Regions from separate parts of the Sus scrofa genome. Here region 2 is linked to region 1. Evidence: chromatin contacts called from public Hi-C data. All regions are on one chromosome and are shown on one strand. Each heading gives the region's core, a stretch centred on a gene start, on an enhancer-like site or on the middle of the called end of the contact. The rest is flanking DNA. Distances are from core to core; before and after follow the strand shown. Region 1 has its middle 92 kb from the start of ZNF516. Region 2 overlaps LOC102157619 (a long non-coding RNA gene).

The links. Hi-C and Micro-C count contacts between places; a contact is called where the count stands out from the background.
Region 2: a Hi-C map of liver shows a contact between it and region 1, with 4 times the contacts expected there. The contact joins two enhancer-like sites. A contact is called at or near these places in 1 of 5 promoter capture datasets (liver), 5 of 47 Hi-C or Micro-C datasets (embryonic fibroblasts, fetal heart ventricle, fibroblasts and 1 more) and 1 of 2 datasets of contacts at active chromatin or transcription factors (alveolar macrophages).

The regions. Positions count from the first base shown.
Region 1 is chr1:147,892,689-147,897,833 of Sscrofa11.1, forward strand. No RefSeq gene overlaps it. Among named protein-coding and RNA genes, the nearest start is that of ZNF516, 92 kb to the right of the region's middle. Within about 2 kb of position 3,178, at least 56 of the 83 cell types and tissues checked have an H3K27ac peak or open chromatin away from gene starts, as enhancers often do. A contact at or near this core is called in alveolar macrophages and liver, where this site is marked.
Region 2 is chr1:147,958,255-147,963,228 of Sscrofa11.1, forward strand. LOC102157619 (a long non-coding RNA gene) reads right to left here. Exons shown (of 2, transcript XR_002345834.1): 2 at 1,227-1,543. Among named protein-coding and RNA genes, the nearest start is that of ZNF516, 27 kb to the right of the region's middle. Within about 2 kb of position 1,962, at least 14 of the 83 cell types and tissues checked have an H3K27ac peak or open chromatin away from gene starts, as enhancers often do. A contact at or near this core is called in alveolar macrophages and liver, where this site is marked.

The sequences.
Region 1 (5,145 bases), core at 1,928-4,427:
GTATTTCATAAAATAACAGAAAAAGTTTACAAAGTCCCTCCTACGTGACCCAAGGAGTTAAGTGTCGAATCACATGATGCTTTTTTTAAGCACTTGAGGTCAAGCAGGAAGAGATTCCTTTTATGTTGGAGAGGAATCAGGGGCTTCGGGGCATATTTTAGCTCATCTTTCATTTCCAAGCACTCCTCAGACATTAATAAGTGTAACCCCTTAATTTGGCGAAGAAACCCAATCTCCCCCACATCAAGGCTTTGCCCAGGCTGTGACAAAGAGAGTGGGTCTCCCACAAGCCCCCAAAGCTGGGAGGGGGCTGCTGAACCCCAAGACCCTTGACCACCCTTGTTCCCTGAGTACCAGCTTTTCAGTTAAGAAGTTAGAGAAGAAAAGAAAAAAAATATATTTAAAATTCAACCACAAGGGCGTCTATGCATCATGAAACACAGACCTTTTTTTTCTGCCACTTTCCAAACTTTAAATGTGAATTCTTCTTCTCCAGATTGCTGACGGACGTGGTTCTTCTGGAAAAGAGAGAATGCTTTAAGTGCTCTAAAATGAGGCTTTCACCTGATACTAATTTTCTTCTTAGTTATAAAGGCTATTGTTTGTTTGAACAAAGAGAAATAGGAGCCATGAGTAGCTGTTTACATTATAGGAATGAGGGCACAGAGCCGGGAGGGAGTCCTTCCTCATTAAGGAGCAGGGGACCGTGGGTTACTGGGAAAACGCGGCCTGAAAATGGAAAAAGGAGGCTCAGATTTTATACTCTGACGACCCGGCCAAGAAGCTATATTTATCATCTGTTAAATGCCACTAACCGATTTCAGCTAGATCTAGGTTCAGTGTTAAAATTTAGATGAAACAAGCAGCATCATTAAACAATCAGACAAGGGCCTGATTTTCTTTTTTTAAAAAAGCATAGCAAACCACCCTACAACTCTGGGATCAGTATGTGTAGAAACGTGTAGAGACACCAAGGGGCCAGGCTGAGCACACAGGCACCCAGGCGTCCATGCCACGTGGGGGTCGCCACCCGCCCAAGGAACCGTGGCCTTTCAGGAGGGACCGCCTTTTCTGCAAAAGAGGAGCTCAATAAATATTTATAGAACAAATGAGTGAATGAATTTCACTTGAATTAAACATGATTCGTCTGTGCTCAGCATAATTCACTTTCACTTCAGCGGTCTGAAGCCAGGCTGAAAAGTGTTCTCTGAAACCATAGAGCAGAGAAGTTTCCCCGTGCTGTTGTCCCTGGAGACGCCTCCAACCTGGGCAAGCGGCAGAAGGAAGCCCTAACTCACAGCCGCTTGCCAGAATATTTTTATTAAAGAAGGAACTGCCGTCTGTGTGAACAGCGGATGATGGTATCCAGTGACAGCCTTTGGCCACCATCAGTTTCATGTTCAACCTGGTTGCTCACTGGTTTCAAACTCAGGACACAAGTGACACTAAGGCATCTTTAGTATTATTATTTTTTTTAATCTTTGGGGAACAAACATAAATGGAGGAAAGTAACAAGTACAGATTAAATATGAGGCAGGTCCAGGCTTTTAATATGACTGTTTTTAACTTGCCAGATAATCAGAGCATTAAATGAAGGCGTAATTTGTCAGCCAGAAGCTCCTCTATTGTTCCCTGAAGCAAGTGGCAAGGGGGGGAGGGGGTGTCGGACTAATTCAATTCACTGGGGAACCAGTGTTTACATCCGCGAATCCTAATGGAAAGGCACACAGTTTCCAAACTGGAACAAATAAATAAGGATGCTCTTTGCCACTAAAGTAGGGGAGCCTTGCTGTATCTCTTTCTTGAATGGGGGAAGCCATGTTTTGAAGGACCATTTTCTTCCATGTGGAAATATTTATTTGCTGGCTCCTGCAGTGCTGCCAGGAAGTGCTAAAGCATCTCCTGTTAGAGTTTCAGAAGCAAATTGCTTCTGCACCGTTGTCTTGAGTTGCTGGATTAGGCTGTGTTTTCTCTGCCTCTCCCTGACGACTTCATCAATCTTTTTTTTTTTTTTTTTTTTTTTTTTTACTATAAGAGACTTTCATTTATTGCTCCTAGAAAGCCAGGGGCATCGTAGTGGATTTCTTTGGCAGAATCCTTGTTTCATTATCGAGAACCTGCGATGTGCTGGGGGATGGAGAGAGGTGGGGTCGCCTGACCAGGGCCCTCCTAGGTCCAGCTGTTGCACCAGGGACCCTCCTAGGCTTCCCCCCACCTTGAGCTGAGGGGAAGTGTGCTTTTTTGTGACACACACTGACTTGAATCCTTCAGAGATTTAAAAGATGACCTCTTTGCGCCCACACTTCGCCGTTGCCAGCGGGAAGAAGAGAGTTGCCAGGATTTTTGGCTCCTGAGGCTCTGGGCAAAGGCACAAAATGGGATGGAGGGAGGGGTGTGGGGAGAGGAGGGCTCTCCCAAGTGCCTGTTTTGCCTGGTTTACAAATACGCTTAGGTTGCACTTAGTCCTTGTGCTTTTAAAAGTGAAATTTTGGCATTGTGCAGTTAATCCAGACTAAAGCTCTTTGGTATATTGACTTAAAAGGGCTTCAAATGGCCAAACCTCTGCGGCTTGGGGAACATCTCTGGAAAGGTTCAATGGAGCCATTTTCTAAAGCTTTGTGGCACAAGCCCAGGATTCTCGGCCCCACTGAAGCTGCTGAGGGAAACGGGGTTCTCCCAGCAAAGCTGCCGCTCCTGTCTGGCCGCCTCTGAGTTGACAGGGGAACCGCGAGCGCTGAAGGGCTACAGGCACAGCCATGCAAGCATCTCCTTTGCAGCGAGCAAAACTGCATAATCTCTGTCTGTGTGGCCGCGGCCTCCAGAGAAACTAGCAAGATCCGGAAGAGGCCGAGGAGGCGCGGCCCAGGCCGGCCAGCAGGGGGCGCCACGGGCCCCGCCGAGACAAAGGCCGCCGCGCAGAGCCGGGAAATGGAGGCCGCGCTGGAGCCGCGGGCCCAGGAAGAACTGTTCCCTCCCTGGCCCAGCCGAGCCGCCGCCTAAATCCCAGCCCAGCGCCTCCCTGGTGGGCTGAGCCCACATCTTTACTAGGATGTCGCGGGCATCTGTCCCCTCATCACCAGAGCGGCTGTGAAGCGGGCCGCGATCCTGGGACCCGGGGCCGGCGTCCTCAGGGCCTGAGTGTCCCCTGCTCTGTGCGGCGACAAACCCGAGTCCCGCTGGGCCACCGGCCGGGGCACGTACTCCGGCATGGTGACCTGCCGGGTGGTGGCCTCATTCCAGGCCAGGCGACTGGGCGACCGGGAGAGCAGCCCGCCTTCCGCTCCCGGGAGTTTGCACGATCTGCAGGCACACGCGGCGCAGGCGATCCGTGGATTTTTTAAGGGGCCCCGGCCGCGCTCCGCGACCCTGGAGCCCAGAATGTTAACAAAATTGCTTTCATGTTGCCGGTCACGTGACCGCCGGGGCCCTCCTCCCTATCTCACCTGGTTCAGAACCCGCCCTTCCGTCTTGCAAGGGTATCCCTAGCCTGTGGGCCCGGACGCTGAGCCTGCGAGACTGCTGTCAGGCTCCAGTGCAAGTTGGGTCAAAGAGGCTTGACTGGACCTGCTGGGGGAGCGCAGGGCCTCTAATGAGTCCTCAGTTCACTCCGGCCTTCGGAGAACAAAAAGAGGCCTGTGAGTCATGGCCAGCCAGCTTCTCTCCCTCAAGCCCTAGACACAGGGAAGCATCTCCTCCCAAGCAGGCCACACCTGTGCCAGCTGCGGATGCTCCCGGCCCTGCTCGGCATTCCTGGGCCCTTTTGTCACGCTGCCCCACATGTTTGGGAATTTAATCCACGTTTCACTTTCCCTGGCCACATGGCCTGGTCTTTCCCAATGTTTAGCTGGAAAAAAAAAATCAAAGCCAAGTTTTGGAATTAAACTTCCTGTGTATCTTTGACACATTATAAGAGAGATAGGGAAGAAAGAATTAGGAGCCAGCTTCTGCAGTACTGGTACTTTCCCCTGTGCCCCAGGGAACCAGAGCCCATGCGCCCTCCCCTCCAGAGTTGAGGAAGCGCTGAATATGGTGATTAGGACAGACTGCATTGGATACACTTTCTTTTTTAAGATAAAAGTTTTATTTCAGAGAGAAGCACAAAGCCTCCACTGTCGTGGATAAGCCAGGCCTCGCAGGGACTCAAGGACCTTCCAGAGGGAAACAAAAGGCATTGGCTCTTGATTAAGAAAAGTCAGTGGTGGCCCAGCCCCTGGGGCCTCTCTGTCCCTTCCCTGGGTGCTCACTGCACAGGACTCTGAGCTCTCTCCTCAGGGACAGTTCTGCTCCTTACCTCTCAGACCCCTTACTCCCCCGAAACCCCTCAGCAGATAGGACTGGGTTTACCTCCTGGATTCCCAGGGGGTTCTCACTGGCACCCTGTAGAGCCCCAGCCTTGACCTTCCTCCATGCTTACTTTGGCCCCCTTGGACCTACTCCACTCAAACATCCGATGGCTCCATGTGTATGGATTGAGCACCAAGTGCAGTCCAGAGCACAATTCACTGCCCTGTCTTGGGGCGTAAAACCTACCCTTCCCCTAGTTCACCCTTAACTTGACTTCTCTTTTTTACCCCTCTCTCTATCCATTATCCCCCATAGATGGCATTTTTAACTTCATCCCTCCTTCCTCTTCTTCTTACAAAGTGAAAAGTGAGCATCGTCTCCAAGCCCTAAGCAAACCCTGAAGGACCTTCCCTTTTCTTTACCATCTAAATCTTAAAGGGAACAGGGTTTTTTTGGTTGTTTTGTTTTGTTTTGTTTTTGTCTTTTTATCTTTTCTAGGGCCGTTCCTGCGGCATAGGGAGGTTCCCAGGCTAGGGGTCTAATCGGAGCTATAGCCACTGGCCTACACCAGAGCCACAGCAACGCCAGATCCAAGCCATGTCTGCGACCTACACCACAACTCATGGCAACGCCGGATCCTCAACCCACATCCTCATGGATACTAGTCGGGTTTTTTTCTGTTGCACCACAACAGGAATTCTCTAGGTTTTTTGTTTGGTTTGTTTGTTTGTTTGTTTGTTTTTGCTTTTCCTGTGGGTCAGGAATTTAGCACTGGCTTAAGCTGGTGGTTCTGGCTCAGGATCACTAAAGAGATTGCATGAATGTGTCCCTTGGGGCTGTGGTCACCTGCAGGCCACTTCC
Region 2 (4,974 bases), core at 712-3,211, 64 kb after region 1:
GGAGAGGACGCAGCTGTTCTTTTAAAGGCACCGCAGATGCAAAAGACAGCAATGGTCGGTGGTAAGGTGGAAGGTTTAAGGCTCCTTGTGTGAAAATGTTGCTGTCTTAAAGCCCACACCCAGGTCTTCTTGGTGCATAAAGAAAGAGAAACAGCAGTGGGGGCTCCCGGAGAAGCCTGGGGGTAACCCGCTCCATATTGGCCTGTGTGGGGTGATTAATAACCATGCCCTCACCAGCCCGGCAAGGCAGCCACTCTCTGGGGCCGTTCCTTTCAAGAATGAACAAATTAATTAATAGGTGGTTCTTTACTATTGTCTCTAAACTAAGAAAATTGCCCATGCAACTATCCAAGCATTAGATAAAGTCTTCCAAGTTTTGCTTTTCTCAATATTATTTGTTTCTTTTATTTGCATTTCTTTGTAATGATGTATTTGGTTTGGGGGGAAGGATCACTGATCTCTCTCTAAGGGACAGGAACAAAATTGGAAACAAATATCTGATGAGTGAGCATGGGCATTTTCTGTTTTGTTTTGTTTTGTTTTTCTTTTTTTTTCTTTTTTTGGCCACATCCGAGGCATACAGAAGTTCCCTGCCTAGGGATCAAACCTGCACCGTAGCAGTGACAATGCCGGATCCTTAACCTGCTGAGCCTCCATGGGACTCTGGGTAAAGGCGTTAGCGATTTTTTTTTTTTTTTTTAAGATTGGCAATCTATAACAATTTTCTAAATGCAAAAAAATTAGAGTAATATCAAGGATTAATTCATCATTTATTTTGTTTCTTTGGCAAATCTAAAGTGATCACAGTCTGATATAGGAACTCTGACGTTAGTTGGGTAATTCTTCCTTGCCCAACTTTTGTGACATGTCTCAGTCACTTTTCTTGCAAGATGTAATTGAATTCTGTGTGCATTTTCACTTTTACATCATGTGCGTGAGCATTGCTGGGCTCTTAGCAACTTTTTTCTATCTGATGTAAGGTGGGAAAACACTAAGCTGTCTCCAGCCACCTCACGGCCACAAAACACTGGGGGCTGAGGTGCCCATGCCTGACTTCTGGTGATCCAAGCCCTGTTAAAAATATTATTGACAACTGCTGAGTATCTGGGGGGTACTTATTCATATAATTCTAGATGTTGGATTTTTTAAGACAGCAATTTTTCTCATGCCCAGTGATTGTTCTTTTTCCCCATTTCCACTTAACATTTTAAAGAATTAAAGTGACATTAACGTCATTTAGTATTTGTTTCTGGGTAACAGAGATCACAGTAGAAAACATGCTAAAGTCAACTCCATTGTTCTTTTCTAAATTTAACATAGTTAGCTCACTCTTTCAGGCAAGGCATCCCCCTTTGGTGTGAAGGTTGTTTCTCTTGATCAAGATCCTCATCCCAGACGTCAAACTCAGTTCTTATCTCAGGAAAATGGCCTTTTAAAATATCGACTTTCCCAAAATCATTTCAGGGCTTTGGATGAAAAATCATTTCAGAAACTTGTCTTCACCGTCTTGGTGACATAAGGTAATATGAGTGCAGCTGATCATCTGTTGGGGATTTGGGGAAGAAAAGAGATGTGGAAAGGGTAGTCGAAATCACTGATATCTGAGGAATATTCATCTCCACAATTTAAACACCTGTTTCTTAGAAACTAGGAGAGCCCCATATTTACTCTTGGTGGGTTTTGTTTGTTTGTTTTGGGGGGTAAGATATGTATTATAGAAAATAAGGATATAGATTCAGAAAATGGATATGCCCAAATCATTGCCAGTTTCTGTCATTATGGCCCTTATGAAATAATTATTTGCTTTACTGTCAATAATATAATTTTTAAGTGCTCTCAATAACATTCACAAGGATTTCTGGTAAGCATTTTATTTGTGACGTGGCCTCCTGTGTTTGGTCTATCATACCAGTGCTCACGGACGTAATATTCTAGGAATTTGCTTGCTTTCAAAACAAACGGAAAAAAACCCTCCCGAGTACTGACCGGGAGTGCTTACCTGCCGCTGTGCCGAGTGCAGTTTCCACTTGGCTGAGAAGCAAGCAGCGCTGTGAGGCTGTGGGCCCCGAAATGCTGAAAAGACTGCCTTTTCTGCACCCCGGCATTCATCCAAACCCTCTACTTTCTCCCACTCCCCCCCAAACTCTCCTGCCCTATTAATCAGCATGAATGTTCACTAAAAATAGGGCTGCCTTTGTTCAAACACTTCCCAGGGTTTTACTGGTGAAAATCAAGGGTGCCGTCTAAAGGTACACTCGGGCATGTTCTGGTCAATAATCTGGTGTCACTAGGTGAGTGCTTCCAAGAAAACTCAGCCTCCATGGCCCCCAAAAGAGACTCCATGAGGTTAACTGATATACGGCTTATGTTTCTCAAAGACTATTAATAATATATGGCTTTGGATTTTTAGAAATCAGGGTTATCCATTTAAATTGGTATTGTTACTGAAATAACACAAGAAAGCCCCTGGGAGCCATTTAGAAGCAGTTTGTTATGACCAAAGTTCCGGGCAGTTTAATTGTACTTTTCCTGTACACTGTGAGGTAGAGATTGACCCCCAAACTGTGCTGGTTGCCAGTGTGGGCTGTGTTCATGACCCAGCGTGTGTCCCAGGGTTGCGGAGGTTCAGGAAGGCCTCCTCCAGTGCTCTTGATCCTGGACGCATGTGCCCAGTACACCCATGATACTGTTTCAGATAATAAAACAATTAAAAATTAAGCCTTAGGACTCCATTGTCTGCATTATAGCAAATAAATCAGCCAAAGAAGCTCAAAACCTACCCAAATGGCAGAAAGGAGGTGGTCCGAACATAGCAAATAATCTTTTTCAAGCAAGAAAGTGACTTTATCTTGCAGGAGAAACGTCAGCTGTGAAACTTGTCATTGCAATGCTGAGTCCTCTGGCAGAAATGTCTCCCCACCTTGTGGCAGAGACAAGAGACACACGGCTCTCTAGCCATACAGTTGCAAATGCTTTTCCCAGTTTCCAAAGTATACGGCAGTTTCTAACTATATAATTTGGTGTATATAAGTAGTCTCTTAATAGGTTGCCATGAGTGAAAACTATTATATATAATCGCTAAGATCTACAGACAAAGAATGTTAGTAAGCATTAAAGAAAGCAGGCAACTGTGCTGAGGTCTTCAGGAAAAACCATCTTTTCCAGTTTTGCTCAGAACAAAGGGAAGATGGTCTTTTCTTCCTGGGACACGAAAGCCATTGACTTCCTTCTCTCTGCTCCCGATTCAGACACTTGGGGCCCAACGGCCAGGAGGAGTCCAGATTGCTTGGCTAAGTGTCAGCTTTTGTATTTTTTTAGGCCGAGATTTGAGCTTTGCAGTTTTTAAAGGTAATCATTAACCTATCTGATGTCTTGATGGCATTTTGGCAGAACTACAGCTATGCCACTTTTCCATGTATTGTTCCTTGTAATTTCCTACTTTACCCCAAAATTGTATCTAGAAGCATCATCCTAACGTGACCCCCATTGACTGAGATGAAGACTCAACCCGCACTTCGAATTTCAACAGAGAATTTGAGTTAAATAAGATGGGCAAAAGGAATGCTGAATACTCTATACTGAATACTTAATTTGCACATTAAAAGCTGGTCATTAGTCCTATATTTTAACTCTGCAAAAGTCAGGAACTATTATTTCTGGAGGAGTCTAAAGGGATAAACTAGACTCTTCAGTGGCAAAGCCCATGGAGGGTCCTAAACATAGTTTCTCTCTCAACCCTAAGGACAATTAAATAACACTTGAAGAATAAATTTGTTATCACATTAAGACCAAGGGTAGGGATCCCAGATCAAATTGTAAACAAAGTTACAAAGTAGAATTATAACTGGAAGAGGGTGTTTACTAAAATCCCATTGTAGGAGTTCCCCCAGTGGCATAGCAGAAACCAGTCTGACTAGTATCCAAGAGGATACAGGTTTCATCCCTGTCCTGGCTCAGTGAGTTGAGGATCCAGCATTGCCATGAGCTGTGTTGTAGGTCACAGATGGGACTTGGATCCCGAGGTGCTGTGGCTGTGGTATAGGCTGGCAGCTGTAACTCTTATTCGACCCCTAGCCTGGAAGCTTTCATATGCCACAAGTACAGCCCTAAAAAGAAAAAAAAAAATCCAATTACAAATATAATTCCTAGAGTATATTCGCACCTTGGCATATTCTACTGTTGCAGGGTCTGCCTGCAGTTTCATGTTATTGAAATGAAATACAGGTAAGACTTGAAGTGGCCAAAGGACCAATGATTTGTTTTTGTTTTTTTAATGTTTGAGAAAACCCAGCAACAGAGATCCAGCTAAGATGCCTAAAACACAGCTCACCAAATGAGGTTTTCAAGAGATTCAACAGAAAATCAATAGGACTAGCAAAAGCTTATCTAATTCTAAGAAATCAGCAAATCAAAGAAATAAAAAAGCTGTCTTTGAACCAAACTGTACCTTCTAACAAGACTACCTTCTAGCATTATGGCCCATTCCTTAAGCTTTAAAAGCCGGGCTTTGAAGGGGCTGTAGGCCACTTACAATCCAAATATGGGACAGTGCTCTCCTCAAGCTTATTAAGTGTATGTTTCATACAAATGGGTGTTTTAAATGATTTGTTCATGGATGTGCATACAGCTTTCAAAATAATGATCTTCATACACTGTCATTAAAAAATTGTAAAAAAAAAAAAAAAAAAAGAGAGAGAGAGAGAGAGAAAAAAACAAAGAAAGAAAAAAGGAAAAAGGCAATGGAGCCATTGACCAGAAATGAGGTTGTTGTTAAATTTGTTTGGAAACAGTTCATTTGGATCTCTTTCTCAAGATCTTAAAATGACTTTTCAAAGGCAGCAGGTCTGAAATAAAGCTTATTGACAAACAAATTATGGCTGACTATTTGGACACAGGACACCAACACGTAATCCATTCCTCCCTCCCTCCCCCCACAGGATTTTATGTTCTTTTAAATTATATCAGAATTCTGTG